Regions from separate parts of the Chanodichthys erythropterus genome. Here region 1 is linked to region 2. The links are chromatin contacts, called in public Hi-C maps. All regions are on one chromosome and are shown on one strand. The core of a region is the stretch at or near the end of the contact, and the rest is flanking DNA. Distances in the headings are between cores, read along the strand shown.

Region 1 (2,872 bases), core at 100-2,599, 160 kb after region 2:
TACACACATGCCTGGTATAACCCATTTTTCACAGTATTTGAAATCAGTTGAGGTGACACTAAACAAAAGTTTCTTGGGGAAATTTTCAAAATTATTACTTTTGCAAAAACCCTGCCATATGTATTGGTCAAGTGATTTATGAGTCAAATGTCATAATGCAGATGATCAGTGCGTCCTTTTCACGGTTCCCTTTTTTCAGCTTCCTTCCTTATAGTAACTGTGACATCTGACACGTTCAAGCTTTACTTTTACAATGTTAAATTTTGTGGATAGTCAATCTTACAAATTCAACTACAGCAAACCTTTTGAAAACAGTAATGAGATGAAAAATACATTAAGAAAAAAAAGCAATTATATAAATTAGATATGTGAAGATTACCCATAAAGACATGAAATGTGTCAAATACATTATAATTATATAATGCATATATCAATACAAATCCATTAAACCAATTGGTGGTCCACCCTACAGGAAGTCATTAAATCCTGTCTAGAGTCATGTCCTGCGTATTAACATTTGGATTTGAAAACACAGTAATCCTCTGGCTCCACTGAGACACTATAATCTGAAAAAAGATTTATTTCTATTTATATGTACATTATAATGAGTGTCGTCTTTATCTCTCAATTGGATGTAAGGGTTGCGTAACTGCCAACATCACATTTTTTCACTTTATTACAGAGGAAAGCAAAGACAGCAAAATAACGCCCCCTACTGGAAGGTTGTTTCTATTACACGGCTTCATAACATGAGGGACATTGGATTGACCATGTTTTCAGTGCAAACAGTTCAAAAAAAGTTATTTATTTATCTTGCAGCTGGCTCTTTATTAATACCTGCACTCCATGTATTTTAACACATTTATATTTCCAATGCTTTATAAAAACATGTATTATATAGGCCAAATAATATTTTAATAATATTTAAATAGGCATGATTTTGCCTCTGTTTTATAAAATGGACACTTTGTATGCACTGCTTGTTTTCTTTTGTTGGTAAAAAATTCTTACTCTAGAAACAGCATTGCTATATTTTAGCAGTGACAACAAGTTTATAACCTAAATATTTGAGGGTACAATGTGGACATTTGGCATAAATAAACTAATGTAGTTGTTATGGATGTGCTAAATGGACCCATGCCATCTGTTCTAGTTTCATTCCGAGATAATACTGTTTAGGACAAGGGAAACAGCCTATTTTCCTCTAACCATACAGTAAGCCACTGTTGAGATGGGAAGTTTTTTTACTGAATATAGGAAGTTACTGAAGGGAAGTTACTGCTGATTTTTTTTTTTTTTTTTTTTTTAAATAGTTCCTCTATTTTATCTATATATTTGGATGTAGAGGAGACATTGTTCTCTTCTTTCCCATACACTATGGAGATGCATTTTGTTTTTTACATGTTATGTTACACTATTCTGTTTCACTTTTTAACCCATAATGAAGCAACACCATGGGCTAAGAGACAGTGTCAACAGGTAAATTTATGATTGGTTATGTTGCATGATTTTCAACATGATGGATAAAAGTAAACCACAAATTAATATACCGTTAACATACTGTATAATGTGAAGTTTTATCTTATGTTTTGCTGTTCAATTTAACATTTATAATTGTTTTTGTTTCATTTTGTTTTTTTAGATAGCCAATGGCTATGATTGTAGTGATATGGACCTACAATTCATTCCAGATGAGGTACCAAATTCTGTCCTAATTTTAAAATTTAGCTTCAACTACCTGCCGGCTTTATACAACTTCACTTTTCAGAGGCTAAATAACTTGCATTCATTAGACCTGACAAGGTGAGCAAAACTAGTTTTCTTTCAAGTTGAGTTGTGTATCAGAGAATCTAATGTTTCTTCTTCTGCTTCTTACACTCAAACCTTATTACTTACAGATGTGGCATCACTTTCATGTATGAAGACATTTTTATGCATCAGCCTAACTTGGAGGTCCTAATCCTAATTGGAAACCCACTCGTGTTCATCGCAGGTAGAGCTTTTTCTGGACCACTAGCCTTGAAATATCTCAGCCTAACTCAGTCAAAAATCAAAAGCCTATCAGACATCCCATCAGAAAATCTTGCATATTTGGAGGTTCTGGAGATTGGGGGAAGTGGCATTCGCTCATTAGATGGACTAAGCAATTTCCACTGGCAAAACTTGAAGAGCCTGCAGCTGGAAATGAACTCTATAGACCGGATAAATCTGACTGACTTACAACCAATTCACAATGTGGTCGGAATGAGCATCAGCTTCAAAGGAAACGATTTTGTCAATATAGAACCAAGTGCTTTTAAGTCACTGAACTTGAGCAGTCTTGACTTCAGTGGCTGCTTCAGCAAAATGACTTTCTCCTCTGTACTAAGAGGGCTTGAAGGCATTAAAACAAACAGACTGAAGCTGGGATTGTATGAAACCGATCCAAATGTGCACATACCATCAGCTGCTCTACAATCTTTTTGCAAGATCACCGTTACTGACCTAGATTTCCAGCTTCAGCATTTCTCAGACCTAAATAATTCCACATTTCATTGCCTTGAAGGGCTTAAAAAGCTTGACCTTACCAGAGCCCACCTGGATTTATTGCCCTTTAACATGACTGGCCTGTCCACCTTGTCCCATCTGGTGCTAGATGAGAATAGATTTTCAGATGTCTGCCACATCAACACCAGAAACTTTCCTGTGCTTACGCACTTGTCCGTGAGCGGGAACTCGAAGCAACTCGGTTTCAGCAATGGATGCTTGGAGAGTCTCAGAGTCCTGGAGGAGCTGGATCTCAGTCTTAGTTTAGTAAAACCCATTGGACCCTGTTGTAACGACCAGCTGTTTGGTCTGGGTGAACTGAAGCTTCTCAATCTCAGCTATAGCT
Region 2 (2,700 bases), core at 149-2,648:
TTTTTAATGTGTTGAATGTTATGGTTGCATGGAATTTCAAAGGATGGACGAAAAGGATGAGAGAATATTAAAAATATTTCATGAATTTTGAAGATGAACGAAAGGGGTTTGGCACAACATGAGAGTGAGTAAACGATGACATAATCATAAGTTTTTCATAATCTAAATGATAAGAGTTTTAAAATTGATGAATTTAAAAGTTCTAGAACTAGAATTAGAAGAACTTTACCTGTCTCTTGGGGATCATTTTTCCAGATGAGAATGGCTTTTGAAAGAAAACCAGTATCATTGCACACCTATGCAGAAAACAGGACGTATTTATATGATCAGAAATGCTGTAAGTAAACAATCATGCCACTTGTATTTTTATACATGTGTGATGTCACTCCTTACCCCATTTTCAAAATAAAGAGAAACTGTACAATATGCACAACTTTGAGGAGATCATAGGACTCAAATATCCCAAAAGCCTTCAGCAGCTTGGTAAAGTAGAGTAATACTATGTACCGGGTCAGTCTGGAAAGAAAGAAAGAAAACAACAACATTCAGTTAAAGTAGAAAATTAGACAAATAAAGCTGAGCTATTCTTATAAAAAATATATCAAAAAACAAAACCTACAAATACCATAAAATACCATGGAAAACAGAGCAATGCCATTGGTTTGGAACACTACCATTATGGTAATACCAAAGCATTCTCTGAATGTGGTAAAAAAGAAAGACCATGCAGACACATTGAAAAGTACTATAGTGATAGGTACAGTGTCAGGATGCATCATATAGTAATGTTATGTATGGTACAAAAACATACAATGGACAATAGTATTTACTGGTATTTCAAGAATACTGAGGTAGTCATTCAATAGATGGTCCACTAAAAGACATTAGCATTTACAAAAAAAGTATGTTTTCTTAAATATGGTACCGTGGTAAAAGCAGCGTCACCACCCCATAATATCAGTGTTACATCGTACTGCCATATACATAGTGCTAATTGTGTAAGAGAATTTAGTGTAATTTTGTTTTACCTGGCATCTGGAGCCTCAACTCGCCCCAGCTTCCCACTGGAGATAACATTACTGCTGTATTTTTCATCCATACTTCAGCTGCTGTGTGTTTATTTCTTAGATTTTTCACTGTTTATCTAAGAGCTCATCTTTGAGAAACAAAAGCTGTTATCTACCTAACTGCGTTAGCTTGTTTAGACTGCTGAAACCGCAAATAACAGCACAACTCAGGGCTCTTTGGTGCTGAAAACGCTCATGTACTGGTAATCCACAGCGGTGAACCCTGAAATAAAAAACCGTTGATTATAGAAATACATTCTGAATTATATATCTATTTTTCACTAGCTAGCAGCTACATTATGAACTGAGGTGGTAGTTGAAGTGACGTGAACATTTCCTCACATATGGCTACCATCTATGAAGCCTTTCAAAATAAAAGTCATGTATCGCCGAGACAATTCACATGAAATAAGCAAAATATATTATTTCTGAATACAGAAATTATAATTTTATTGCTAATTGTCATATATGTTAAATGAACCATAAACAGAAAATGATATATATTTTTTTATTTTAACATCTTACGTTGTCTTTTCAAGAGCTTTGAAATCCGCTTGTAACGTCATGATCCATGTGTAAAAGCTGCGTTTCAGAGATGGGCTGTGTTCAAAATCGCACAGTAACTTACTACTTAATGATTACTGACCAGTATACAGTGCATAGTGCCTACTATTTTTCTAAGAATAGTGTGTGAAATAGTATACAATATGTAATAATGTTTAAGTATACTACAGTGTTGTCACATGACAAACATTGAACATTATTTCAACACAGCTGTGCAGGTTGTTGCTTTACAAATTAATAAAAGTGCTAACCATTATTTTTTATGTGGAAACCTGAGTGAAAATGTCCTACGTTTCGACTGTCCTTCCTTACCAATGGTCTTGATCTATCCCCACAAAAATTCTGTTTGTTGGTGTAAAGTCCAGTTGATTTGGTTAAATTTTTCATGTAAAAGCAGTTGATTAGATTTTATTTTGCTCAACAAATAATGTACACTGAAAAAATGTTGACAAAAAATGTGCCTTATGTGGTAACGTAAATTAACTGGTTTGACTCAAGTTAAAAATACAATTAGCCTAATTTGCCTAGTTTGAATCAAATTCACTAGGTTAGCTAATTTTAATGGTCCAGGTAACAAATTGTGTGTAGAACTGTGTAGGATACTTCAATTATATAGGTAAAAATAACTCATTATAGTTGGGTTTTCCAAAACATCACAAATAATTATCTTAAAGGGCACCTATTATGCAAAATTCACTTTTACATGGTGTTTGACCATAAATGTGTGTTGGCAGTGTGTGAGAAAAACCACCCTAGAATGAGAAAAATCTATCCAGTGTTTATTTTACAATCTCAATAATTCATAAGCACTGTCTCAGAACGCCCTGTTCTAAGATTGCTCTCACTGTGACGTAGAATTGCGCTAAGCCCCACCCACGTGGTTTGATTGACAATCTGGTTTTGGCATAGACCCCGCCGTCGGTGATCTGTCAACCATCCTCCATTGTTTCAACGACAGCCGGTAATGTCTCCTAAGAAACATAATCGTTCTGTTGTGGGATGTAATAATGAACATAGTAGTTTTCACTTACTTCCGACATCAGAGCCACTGAAAACGCAGTGGATGGAT

Evidence for each region. A called contact is a pair of places that touch in the nucleus more often than the background predicts.
Region 1: a Hi-C map of an unstated tissue shows a contact between it and region 2, with 8 times the contacts expected there. The contact joins the promoter of cd180 here to the promoter of slc30a5 in region 2. A contact is called at or near these places in 2 of 2 Hi-C or Micro-C datasets (muscle and an unstated tissue).

The regions. Positions count from the first base shown.
Region 1 is chr13:4,192,678-4,195,549 of ASM2448905v1, forward strand. It overlaps cd180 (CD180 molecule), which reads left to right and starts at 1,350. Exons shown (of 3, transcript XM_067407855.1): 1 at 1,350-1,479; 2 at 1,643-1,803; 3 at 1,899-2,872. The coding sequence starts at 1,378.
Region 2 is chr13:4,028,615-4,031,314 of ASM2448905v1, forward strand. slc30a5 (solute carrier family 30 member 5) reads right to left here and starts at 1,399. Exons shown (of 16, transcript XM_067406480.1): 1 at 1,029-1,399; 2 at 394-516; 3 at 230-296. The coding sequence starts at 1,099.